Linked DNA regions of Mus musculus: region 1 is linked to region 2. Evidence: chromatin contacts called from public HiChIP or PLAC-seq data. All regions are on one chromosome and are shown on one strand. Each heading gives the region's core, a stretch centred on a gene start, on an enhancer-like site or on the middle of the called end of the contact. The rest is flanking DNA. Distances are from core to core; before and after follow the strand shown. Region 1 overlaps Mef2c (myocyte enhancer factor 2C). Region 2 has its middle 170 kb from the start of Gm33073.

Region 1 (6,880 bases), core at 1,656-4,155, 640 kb before region 2:
GTGTGAAGATAGAAGTTTATTTTTATAGTTGCAGGCACAGAGAGAAAAAGGAAGATCGAAAGATGGGGTGGAAGGAGATGACTCAGTCCATAAATTGCCCACTGTGCAAACATAAGAACCTAAGTTTGGGTCCCCAGCATCCACTTCAAGGCAGATATGGTGCTCATTTATGACCAGGGCTAGAGGTTGAGGGTACAGTCAAGTGGATCTCCAGAGCTTACTGGCCAGACAGCCTAACTAACCACTGAGCTACAGGTTCAGTGAGAGATCCTGTCTTAAGAAAATGAGGTGAAGAGGGACAGAAGAAGACAAAAAAAGAGCCTCTGCATGCATACATATACATACACATACACATACACATACACACACACACACACACACACACACACACACACACACACACACACACACACACACATTACACATATACATACAAACACACATTTCTGCCTACCTCCCCATACATTGAGGCGTCTCAGCATTTGGGATGATTATGTTTATCAGCCAAATATTCTTTGCACCATCTGATGAGTTCTGACTTTTTAAAAAAATGTGTTTCCTCCTTTTTTAAAAAAAGATTTATTTATTTACTTATTTAATGTGTATGGATACACTGTAGCTCTCTTCAGACACACCCAAAGAAGCCATTGGATCCCATTATAGATGGTTGTTAGCCACCACATGGTTGCTGGGAATTGAACTCAGGATCTCTGAAAGAACAGTTAGTGCTCTTAACCACCGAGCTATTTCTCCAGCCCCAAGTTCTGACTTTTAAGACACATCTATTTGTGCATTTGAGGATGGTTGACTGTAACTGGCTGAAGAAACACACTGAAAAAAAGAACTAATTAATGGCAGCTAAGTGCGGAAAAAGTCTGTAGAAGTCACTTTCTGCTCCCAAGCAACACTTTTAACATGGGTTTAGGTGAAAACACAAGGCATGCTAGTTAGATCTGCATGTAACGTGAATATGGAGAGCAGAGCTAAGAAGAAGTGTCAGAGTCTTAGCTTCTGTCAACATTAAGAAGTTGAGTCATGAATGAGCTGATCAAACAGGCGATTTTGAAATTTGCACTCACAATATTTTTTAAAACAAACTTTCTAAACCTAAAAAATATGGTAGATGGTTTGGGGGAAAGGATCTAAGTTTAAGATGTTCTACAGTGGGAATAAATTATCTTTACAGCTCCTTCTGTTAGTCGGGGTAATCTTTGGTGATGATGTCAGGTGTCATAAGTTATATTGTAGAAAGATGTAGACAGAATTAGACCATTGATAAGATGACAGAGAAACTGACGAGGGGTCTGAGAATAATTCTAGGGGGAGCCATTGAAGAAGGAATTTGCTGCTTTTAACCTTCCATACTCAGAATGTTAACAGTCATACAGTAGTCATTTTCCCAGGTCTGAAGCTTCATGCACATGATGAGATGTGTGTATTATGTCTTACTCTAGAATGTATTCTAGTGTATAATGAATATCATCCACTCAAGGAAAAGAAAACCTGATAGCAAGAGAGAATAGTGGAGCGCATCTTACTGCCTTTATTTTGGAACTTGCTCTACAGCTGGATGTTGGGGTCAACAGAACATGTTTCTAAGGTAACAAGGAACTTGCCCTACAGCTCTTTCTATAGCTTTTACACCTTCAACATCTATGGCTAGATGGTATTGACTTTTAGGTAGCAAAGAATATGAATAATTAGTAATAAAGTTCAAAGCACGTACCCTCTCTTACAATTTTACACTATGTAATAATATCTTAGGATTTAGTAAATCAATTTCATCAATTTATCACAATTATCACTTATAAATTGCATATACCGAGAAGTAAAACGTCATTGTGATTTTTGTGGTTAGGACCCATTCACTTGTGTTAACACTACCCACATATGTTTTTTAAAGGGTCTCAACTGCATCACAGCTTTCCTTGAAAGCTGGAACCCTCTTCTATTCATCATTTTAATTTAAAGTCCAAAAATAATAACTGACTAAATATTTATTGCATGAATGGACAGATGAATGGAGAAATTGTGCATGCTCTATAGAGTGGAAGTTTCAAAATAAACTCTTGTGTATGTTAAGACTAAGTTAAAAGAAAGCTACCATCAACCGGAGACATGTTCACATAGGTGTTCTATGCTTTTGTCATTTTGACTGATAGTAAAAATATACATCCCATGAAGTTGAGCTGAAGAGAAAAACTTAGTGGTGTCATAACCTGTTTGAGTTTGTATTTAACATTAAAGCATATTGTAATTGTCTTAGGCAGGAACACTGGCTCTGGTATGTTCTTTAGGATGGTCAAAGACTTTCTACTAAGCTGTTTTACAACACTCAATTGTATCTCCAAAGACTGTAGTTGTTAGCCTGTCATCCCCCCTTTTCAAATGAATACTATATATACAGAGGTAAATGGCCTTATGTAAAGCTATACAACTAGTCCCTAGATGAGCCAGAAATATATCTTTTCCACACACAATGCATGTTTCTCTAGTCAGCATGCTTTCCTTCTTGTAAGTTACTAAGCCCTGAGCAGACGCTTCCATGGCTCAGGTACAGGCCAGTGTTAGCTGAGGTGTACATTGACTTTTTTTGTTTGCTTTTGTAGCCACCTGACCCTTTTCCCGAGAACAGCACCCTAAGGGAGAGCATTAATTCAGGTAAAGGTAGCTTTTAGGGTTAAAGAAAATAAAATAATGCTACCAAGATTCATTTGAGAGCCAGTGGTTTCTATTTCCACCAACAAACCAGGGATGCTTTTGTGTGGTTCTGTAGCCCCGGCTACCCTTAGACAGACACTCAAGCCATTCCCACGAAAGCTGGTGAGAACCACACACAGGCATGAGTAGTCACGGATTATTTCTGTATTTATAGATGTTTCAGTTTCCCAAAATGGGAAGTACTTTGGCTGGCAGCAGACACAGGTCTGCTCACAGCGAGAATAAAAAGAATGGAACTCCGATTTCCACACAGACATTGCTACACAGGCAGTTCCAACAGCACATTTTAAAACCCCAGCACAGGATTTTCTGTGTAGTTGCTTTGGAGGAAGGGAAATTAGTTTGGCTTACTGGGTCACAAAAGGGTATTTTGGAATCCGTTTTCCTCAATACCCTTGCTCCATATTCTTTACATTCCTAGCCACCCCTGAAGAACCTACCTCTGTATTAACAATGGGAATCCCTGTACCCTACTGGAAAAAAATCTAAAGAAATTAAGGTGACGAGCCTTCCAAACAGTAGCTACTACACCACTAAGAACACGAAGACCAAACCCTTGAAGATTTCAGACTACCTTTAAGAGAAGCCTCGTTAATTTTGTTTAGAGTCTGAAACCACAGTATTTGAGGCCTAATTCTAAAGAAATGGTTTTGTATTCAATGAATAGAGGGGTGTGATTCTTAACCCATCCACCCTCTCCCATTCTATTTTCCCTCCTCCTGCCTTCTCCTCATTTTCTCTCTTCCTCTCCTTTTCTCTCTTCCTCCCTCCCCTCTCTTCCTCCCTTTTCTCTCCTTCTCTCCCTTCCCCTCCCTCTATCTCCCTCTCTACCACTCTTTCTCTCCCTCCCTCTTTCCTATTCTTTTTCTTTCTCCCTGCCTCCCTCTCCCTCTCTCTCTCTCCCTCTCCCTTACCCATCTCTGTGTCTTTCTTTTTCTGTCTCTTTATTCTTGTCTTCTATTTTCCCAGAACTGGCATAAAACCAGGTTTCTGTAGATGGTTAAGCAATCTACCCCTGAGTGACTGGATCCTAAAGCCATAATTTTAATCCATAAAGTAATTGTCATTTGTTTTAAAATATGTTGGAACTAATACACCCAACTAACTCTGTTTTCAATGTTCTTCCATTCTGTCACACCTAGAATTACAAACATAACTTCTTTATTTGAAAGTATTTAAAACCTCAGTCTCGTTATTACCCCTCGGTCACCAAGATGATCTCCAGTTTTCTAAGTTGAGGCAGATGAGGGAGTAAGGAGTGACAGGAGGAGCAGCTCCTGGAGACAATGTGCTCTGTAATAATCCATGAGCCACTAGGTCTTCCCATGTGTTTAAAGGGTTAGGGATAGAGTCAAGAGTCTGTAACAACAATCTCTAATTGTAAAAAGGGAAATGGCCTTCTAAATGCTCCAGGATGCCTCCCTTGTTCCTGTCAGTAAGCAATGGCACAACTGTTCTGAGTATTCCTCTTCAGTTTTCTTTTGTATAATTCAGTCTGTCATTAGAAAGGCTATGAGCGCTAGGCCTGATGATTACTCTCAGTGGGAGGAGGCCGTGCCACTACAGAGTGGTGTTCTAGACAAGCGCTCCTTTATACAATGAAGGGGCTTGCCATCCTAAATGAAAGGCTCTTTAAAGAGCAGTGAGGGGCTCTTTTAAGCAGACTGCTACCATGTGCTTGTAACCCTCCAGCACAACTTGCGACCAAGAGACAGCAGTGTGTTCTGCTGCAAAGGAAACCATTGTCCTCCTTAGCCTCCAGCAAACTGAGCCATGTTTCAGTGAAATACAGGAGCATTTCCACAGGATGTGCAAGCAGTGCTCCCTAACTTTCTCAACACAATACACTTGTTAAAATGAGGGCCTCAGAGAATAGAACTCTATCAGCCTCTTACCCTAAGTCAACATACACAATTTCTAAACAAAAATTTAAACCGTGTGCTTTGCATGGTATTTTGAGGGTGGATAATAAATAGGAGATTGTATCACAGACAAGGGAGTGTCCATTGAAGAGTTTGGGCTTTAAAAGTTGTTTCTGTGGATTTCTGATAATTGGATTACGTAAGGACAGGGGAAGCCAGTGTCCATCATTTAGTTTGTCAAGGTTTAAGAGTGGCCTTTGCAAAACCTGGTAATGCTTTACATTTTAAGAGAATTCTATCCTGTGACATTTTAAACACACTTGTATGGGCTCTTCAGGTCTGATTGGCTGCTTTCCTTCTTTCTTTCTTTCTTTCTTTCTTTCTTTCTTTCTTTCTTTCTTTCTTTCTTTCTTTCTTCCTTCCTTCCTTCCTTCCTTCCTTCCTTCCTTTCTTTCTTTCTTTCTTTCTTTCTTTCTTTCTTTCTTTCTTTCTTTCTTTCTTTCTTTCTTTCTTTCTCTCTCTTTCTCTCTCTTTCTCTCTCTCTCTCTCTTTCTTTCTTTCTTTCTTTCTTTCTTTCTTTCTTTCTCTCTTTCTCCCTTTCTTCCTTTCTTCCTTTCTTTCTCTCTTTCTTTTCTTCTTTCTTTCTTTTTTATCACACTAATACAATTTATTTTAAAATATACAATTCATTATTGACATTTTTCAAGTCAACAAAATAACTTATAATAGTTAAATGCCTCTTAAATGTACGTGATACCTTCTGAAACTAAAAGTAATATGCACTCAACCAATTTTAAAAATCTATTTGGGATATTAAACATGATAGAAGTAGAAGAAAATAGCTCACTTCTCTTGTAAGTACAGTCTCTACCGTGGTTACAGGCTGCTCCTCTGCACCTTCATCTACTAAATATACTAATTTCATGTGGAGAAGATAAAACAAATTAGTATCTGGAAGTCCAAAGCATGTTTACTAGTTCAACATGGTCAAAATATACCTAAGTTAAAGGTCAAAGAATCCTACATTCCCTGCTGAGCTAACTCAGGAAGCACATTTGTCTACGCTTTCCTGTCATAACAGGAAGAGAGTAACTTCTTCCTTCCCACAGTGGCTTCAGTTTTAGCTCCCAACTCCAATATTTTCTCCCTCAGGGCCTTCCAAATCAATCCTTGCAAGACAGAAGGCAGGAGGCTGCCTCAGCTGTAGTTTCCAAACAGTTACATTTGTTGAAATGTTATTTAAATGTTAGTGATTTCTTAAGCTAAACTGTTCCAATTTAAAATTAAAAGTCGAATTTCCAAACATCTAAATTGGTTTCTCTTATTCCCATTAATGGTCTAACATATTTCAAGAGAAACACAAGTACACACTGCAAATGGGGAATTTTTAATCCTCCATTTAATTATGTTATTTATTTTATTTTTTATACTTGCTATTATGTTTGGAAAAAAATATATAGTTTCCAAATGTTTTTCAAAAAGTATAATGGGTTATAAACTTTAGAATAATGCTTTCACCATAAGTTTGAAAGTATTCCATTTTAAATGAATAACATAATGCAAAAGGGAGTTTTGACTGCAAAGGGCAAGGTTTGAAAACATTTACCAGTGTTTCTTTTAATTCAGTGTATGGAAAACTTTCTTACTTTATGTGGTCTACTTGTAATGTTCATATCCCTACTGTTGGTCCTCAGTAAAGCTACTTCACATGTGATGTGTGCTTGTGCATTTGAAGGGGAAAATGTTGTGAGCACATGTTCACAGAGCCAAACAGGGCATTTTCTGTCTGTTTTCTACAAACAATGTTGGAAGTTTTGAGATACAGGAAAATATCCTTACCAATTTTAGGTTGTTTATCTTTGAATAGAAATTATGTCAGAATCATAAATTAGAACAGAGCCAATAACATAACCTGAGCATGTAGAGAAAGCACTTATTTCTTTAATGAAGAACAGTTAGCCCTTTCTACAAGTTTTAACCTCTCTTGGATTTCCTATCAGAGGAAACCTAATGAATGTGTTTAACAGTTGGGGCAATTCTTTTCTGGCACAGGGAGCAGATTTAGCTAACATAATTAGAAAAAAGAACACCCCTATGGGATGGATATGTGTGTGCTGTGTGTTAACTCCATGATTCAGAGACCATTTGTCAATAATTTTTCTAATTGCTAAAACAAAATGAACTGGCATCCTTTTAATCACACACAAGCACCCTGACAACTCCACGTTACATTTTCTTTTTACTAATATAATTTCCAAAGTATAACAAACACCATTTTCTCTACTTCTGGTTTTCCT
Region 2 (6,595 bases), core at 3,158-5,657:
TACCATCTGTCTCTGATCTAAACTTTGTATGTGTAACTCCTTCCATGGGTATTTTGTTCCTCCTTCTAAGAAGGACTGAAGTATCCACACTTTGGTTTTTTCTTCTTCTTGAGTTTCATGTGTTTTGCCAATAGTATCTTGGGTCTTCTGAGCTTCTGGGCTAATAACCACTTAACAGTGAGTGCATATCATGTGTGTTCTTTTGTGAATGGGTTACTTCATTCAGGATGATATCCTTCAGATCCATCCATTTCTCTAAAAATTTCATAAATTCATTGTTTTTAATAGCTTCATAGTACTCCATTGTGTAAATGTACCACATTTTCTGTATACATTCCCCTGGTGAGGGACGTCTGGGTTCTTTCCAACTTCTGGCTATTATAAATAAGGCTGCTATGATCATAGTGGAACATGTTTCCTTATTACATGTTGGAGCATCTTCTGGGTATATGCCAATGAGTGGTATTCCTGGATCTTCCAGTAGTACTATGTCCAGTTTTCTGAGGAACCACCAGACTGATTTCCAGACTGGTTGTACAAGCTTGCAATCACACCAGCAATGCAAGAGTTTTCCTCTTTCTCCACATCTTTGCCAGCATCTGCTGTCATCTGAGTTTTTGATCTTAGCCAATTTGACTAGTGTGAGGTCGAATATCAAGTTTGTTTAGATTTCCATTTCCCTTATGACTAAGGATGTTGAATATTTTTTAGGTGCTTCTCATTTATATATAATAGTATATATAGACACATATAGATATGTATTATATCATTTATATATACATATATATCATTTATATATAACAGTATATATATATATTCCTAAATACATAAATACAACTTGTTCAGTTTCTAAGATATTGATTATTTGTTCTTGTTTTTAAACGATTATTTGTTATTGTATAACCAATATTTTCTCATATGTATTGCTAATAAGAATTATGTATGTATATATGCATGTATACAAATTATAATGCAGAACTTTTGTTGAAATCCTTTTAGATGAATAAACATTCAAGCATAGGGACATGTTGCCCTTCTTTCTCTGGCAAGTATCTAAGTGTACAAACACCTGTGGAGGACTTGACTCATGAAGACCAATCAGAGCATCAAATAATTCTTTTTTAAATGGTTTTAGGAGTAAAGATTGAATTTAGTCCATTGGTAGTTGACCAAGTATAGATTAAAACGGTCCATATCGTCAAGTTAAAATATATAATGTAGTCTCTTTATTTCCTGGACAGTCATGCCTTACCAACTATATCCTGTGTGTGCTCTGACATGTGCTATCACAGAATAGCAGGAAATAGGAGATATGACATGAAAAATGAACTAGTGACAAACACTCAATCTGGGAAGGAGGGAGAGAATCCACTTGACTTTTGTCAAAGAGGACAAAAAAAAATACCCTGATGATAACAGTGCTTATAAAACAGAGTGGTGCTGACCAAACTGAGGTACTTGTAGCTACAAATGGATAGCTACATATAGAAGAATGAATCTATGTAATTATCCCTTACTCTTAACAGAACTCAAATACAAGTGGATCAAGGCCATCAACATAAAACTGGATACCTTGGATCTGATAGAGAACTAGAGAATATACTTTAATGCATTGGAACACGAAAGGAATTTCAAAACTGGACCCAAATAATATAGACATTGAACCAGCAGTTGACAAATAGAATCTCATGAAATTAAATTTTTATATAATAATTGGCCCTATAATTTAAGTGAAGAGACAATCAATAGAATGGGAAAATTTTCACCAGCTACATATCTTACACGGGTTATCTTCTAGAATATATAAAGACCTAAGAAACCTAAAAAATTTAAAAAATTAAATATCCCAATTAAATATTATGTCAAGGGATTAAATAGTGTTGGCAACAGAAGAAACACAAATGTCTGAGAAACATGTTTTTTAATGCTTAATATTCTTTGACATCAATAAAGTGAGTATTGAAGTGATATAAAAAAGTACATGACAAAATATGCTTCCAGGGACTTGGGAATGGAAAACAATCACTCACTGTTGGTGGGAGTGAAAACTGGTGCAGCAATTATGGAAATCTGGGTAATTTCTTCAAGAAGCTTTAAATAAATCTGCTATATGATTCTGGACTTACTTCCAAAGGACTCTGTCATGCTACAGAGATACTTGCTCATCAATATTCACTGATACTCTATGAACAAGAGCCAGGAAATGAAAACAGCATACACTCCAACAATTGATAAATAGATAATGAAAACACAGTATATAATACGTGGAATATTACTCAGCTCTAGAGAAAGCCAAAATTATTAAATTTTTAGATAAAAGTATGAGGATTGAAATAATAATTTTCAGTGGAATAACCCAGACACAGAATTGCATATGTATATGTCTTGTATTAATAAAATTTAAATGGCATGACCCTGTATGAGTGGGCAATACTTCTAGATATTGTGTGTAGACAATCACATTAAAAGCTCAGTTCCATGTTTGGGTTGCTTCTTTCCAGGCTGACAGTAAGATCTCATAGAACCTCCACCATTATTAGAGATTGCCATTAGCTGACCTCCCAGAAGTTTATGGTAAGACTCAGTAACAGTATGGAGAAATCAAGGTGGGATCCACCTGAAATTTTTCATTTTACTTTGGCCAGCTGTCATTATTCTAGAATGTTCTATGCATGTTGTGTGTCCTTTGAACTACAATGACAACTGGTGTGGCCAGATTTGTTAGCTTGTACAATAGTGTCAGAAGTGTTATGGGAGTCATTAACCACTTTCTGATTGAATTCAAAATCTTCTCTACAAGATGGAACACAGGGCCTCCAATGGAGGAGCTAGAGAAAGTTCCCAAGGAGATGAAGGTGTCTGCAACCCTATAGGAGGAACAACAATATGAACTAACCACTACCTCCAGAGCTCGTGACTCTAGCTGCATATGTAGCAGAAGATTGCCTACTCGGCCATCATTGGGAGGAGAGGCCCTTGGTCTTTGAAGATTATATGCCCCAGTACAGGGGAATGCCACGGCCAGGCTGCTGGAGTGGGTGGGTTGAAGAGCAGGATAGGGGGAATGTATAGGGGACTTTTGGGATAGCATTTGAAATGCAAATGAAGGAACTATCTCATTTAAAAAAATGTAGTGTGCATCTCATTCCACAGAAGACAAAAAGTCATTTGACATCAAGTAACTCTAGTGGAACTCATGCCTAGTCCCATTGATTTGGACAAAACTGTTGGATGGCTAGGTCGTAAGCTCTTAGGGAGAACCTGATGCTATTAATTTTCTAAATAAAATTGTAACAAACATTTCTCTGCTTTCATCTTTGCACCCGAAAATTAGTTAATCTCTCAACATTTATTATAGAAGCTTCTTTTTACAGTAGATGCCAATTAATTTAGAGAGCCCCACTGGTCAACATGCAGATAATACAGTCTGTGAAATGCTCAGTTCCCATGGGACATCTATATAACACCTCTTACCCCATGCTCAGGTATTATTGCAGAACAAAGGCTGAGAATATTGTAATGTCAAGAGGTAATTGCATTTCTTCAGTGAAGCAATATTTGCCACACATGACAAGAAGGTTCATATACTTGGTTACCAGCCCATAGTGAACCGGACACACTCAGGAAGCAGCATAGATGTGACTGTCGTTTCTAGCTAGTTGATATTCCTGTACTAGAGCTCCTGTTCAGGTGCAGCAACTGTGAGACATGGGCAACCGTCAGACCTCTGTTTCTAGGGTTTTATTTTGTATGTTCATGTTTCTGAACAAATTATTGGAGTCAAGCAACAAGATCAGACCAAAGAGGGATGTTCGCTCCATACCAGAAGTTTTAGAGTTATAAGGTTCACTGAGGTCTAAGCAATGTTTAACACAAGTCTTCTCAAACATCTTTATTAGGATTTATTATCATTCTTTTTGAAAAAAATGAAAAATTCTGAGGTTGGGTGTGGTTAATTTATCTTTACTTAATCTCTTAACCTGTGTGCTGAGCGGTTACACATCGACTACACTGAGATTTCTCTCTAAGATATGTTAAATGTATAACAATTTTAAAAGATTTGCTTAACTAGAACAAAAAAAATTAAAGGAAAAGGTTCTTTAATAAAATCCAGAAAACCAAAAGCATAGTTATTGTATTTTATAAAATATTTTATATGTATACAGCATTTAAATTTTAAATATCAGGAAAAATAGCTTTTGTGTTTTACATAGCTTTAAGTCAAATACGCATAATTGCTGAAATGACACATGATGCTTATTTATGTTCTGATGCTGGGAGTGAAACGGAGTATTTCTTTCCTTCACAAAGTACAAAGGGTTTCAGAATCAAGTGTATTCCAGCAGCAGCCCAGGCTTGCTGACAAGATATTTTGAAACAACTTGCTATTAGGAAGGAAGTCTGCGTGGGTGGATGAGGAACAGCTCATGCCCATATGACACATGCAAGTTGTGAACGTGTTAAAAGCCCATGATGTAGAACATAAACGGGTGTGACAATTTATCTCAGCGACATAAAGGACCTTTCTCTAGTCTGTATTTTTCAGCTTTATTCTGCATTAGCTCCCCTTTCTCTTTCTACTTTGTTCTCTTTTACCTCAGTCAGGTCATATGCTGCTGGTTGTAAACAATACTGTTTATAAAATTATGAGAAAATGTCAGAGCTACCAACTATCTTAAATAAACTGTGTGAACTTTTGAGATGAAGTTGTTTGCCCTTGTTACTGCGGTAAACTATTCAAAAATCATTGCTACATGTGAACTATTATAAGATTCTCTCCTCTTTAAAAAATCTAATAATATTTTATGCATTTACAGTTACTCTATGTAAAACTGTCAGGGTGGTTTTATGTGTAAACATCTTTGCATGCCACAGATTTTGATAGTAAATAAGACACTAAAATTGTTACCCTAGAACAAAAGAAAATCAAGGGATTCTTCCCTAACAATGCCGCACACAGAAATTGGAAACCCATCAAATAATGTATTCAACAAACAATTATCGAGTTTTTACAACTTTCAAGACATGCTGACAGGTGGTTCAGTATTTCCCATATGAAGATCATAAAGATCATGATCATGAGAAGGTCAGAGCCCATTTTATTACTGTACAAGTTGCCATAAGTCCAGTTGTATCCACAATATCCATGGTCAATACTCTCCTATACACACTAACAATGGACTTCTCTTAGTAACCCTTGTCATACTCTGAACTTGGCTTAAATAAAGTTTTGGTAACCATGTATATTGATCACTTATATATACAAGTAATCTCAAGGGCTTGAAAACCCAAGCTTTTTGAAGGCTTCAGTAGCAACGTGGGGCTATAGGTTCCTTAGAGTATAGAGCACTGACTACGGTAGTATGTGGAGTATAGTATGAAAGCATTGGCATCTGTATCAACAGTGAGTTCACAAGGCATCCCTGTCCTAGTTAACATCCTTGGTCTGATTTTTACTCAAAGAAATCTGAGGCATGCATGGTATTTTCCTTTTAGACAGGTCCTCTTTTATTTAAGATAATTTATCAGTGTTTTCTTTAATAGTGTCTTAGCAACATTTTGGATTTCTTAAGATACCGCTAATGGTTACATCATGAGACATATTCTTAAAACAGATCACTCTACTGTAAACCAATTCAAGGCAATGACTGTAGTCCAACAACCTTAACATCCATAGATAAATTGTAGCAGAGATGTCAGAAACAAGCTAATATTTTTTTTCTCCCTGCCTCCTCATCTCTCTTGTCTAACGGAATGGATCTGTGAAACATACCATATAAACTATCTGTGATCTCAACAAAATGTTATAGTTGCGTTCTTGAATCTGTCTGTACTTTGGAGGAGGCAGAAAGAGTGTAAGAGCCAAAGAAAATAAAGGACACCAAGGATTAAAGGCCTTCTAAACATAAGGATGGCAGACATATGAACTCCCAGAGACTGTATGGTAGCATGCATGGGATCAGTAATGAGGGTCTGCATCAAATGGGGTCCTAGAGATAACAGGAGACACTGACCCATGTCCCCAACCCTAACCCAAAACCTATCTCAAACAGATAGTTTTTTTTTCCCTAAAGAAAGTGTCACTGGTGAAACAAACCACATTTTTGGGTAGGTCCTATGCTCATAAGGAGGTGGCTTACCAAAAGAGAACAAATGGCATCTAAGGATGTTCTTTGAGTCATAATGTGAGGAAATTTTTCAATTTTTCTTTTAATCTCACAGGTTCTTGAGTTTTAATGGAATTCCTTGTGTGCAAGTATATTTGTTTCTGAATTTTTATGTGTTATTTGAACTTTATAATTAGCTCTTTTTCTTCTGTTTGTTTTGTTGTATTCTCATTTTTTGGTTTTATCTCACTTTATTTTATTATTATTTCTTAGATGTGTGTTTGTTTTCTAATGAGAGACAGAAGGGGTGTGGATTCGGATGGGAGAGAGATGGATAGGGAGTAGCAAGAACAGGGAAAGGGCAAACCACAATCAGAATATATTACATAAAATAAAGAATTATATGATTGAATTTTTGTGCCAAATTTCCTGAAAAAAGGTTATTTTTATAGTAGTTTTCTGAATTCCAAATTACTCTTAGGTAAGTT

The links. HiChIP or PLAC-seq counts read pairs in DNA pulled down with a chosen protein or histone mark.
Region 1: a contact with region 2 is called in an H3K27ac HiChIP or PLAC-seq map of microglia, with 4 times the contacts expected there. The contact joins two enhancer-like sites. A contact is called at or near these places in 1 of 484 Hi-C or Micro-C datasets (cerebral cortex), 3 of 115 datasets of contacts at active chromatin or transcription factors (acute myeloid leukemia, bone marrow-derived macrophages and microglia) and 1 of 9 other capture datasets (macrophages).

Annotation. Positions count from the first base shown.
Region 1 is chr13:83,581,551-83,588,430 of GRCm38.p6, reverse strand. The region is part of intron 2 of Mef2c (myocyte enhancer factor 2C); the gene reads right to left. Among named protein-coding and RNA genes, the nearest start is that of Gm52043, 40 kb to the left of the region's middle. Within about 2 kb of position 2,905, at least 31 of the 459 cell types and tissues checked have an H3K27ac peak or open chromatin away from gene starts, as enhancers often do. A contact at or near this core is called in acute myeloid leukemia, bone marrow-derived macrophages and microglia, where this site is marked.
Region 2 is chr13:82,947,568-82,954,162 of GRCm38.p6, reverse strand. No RefSeq gene overlaps it. Among named protein-coding and RNA genes, the nearest start is that of Gm33073, 170 kb to the left of the region's middle. Within about 2 kb of position 4,407, at least 28 of the 459 cell types and tissues checked have an H3K27ac peak or open chromatin away from gene starts, as enhancers often do. A contact at or near this core is called in acute myeloid leukemia, bone marrow-derived macrophages and microglia, where this site is marked.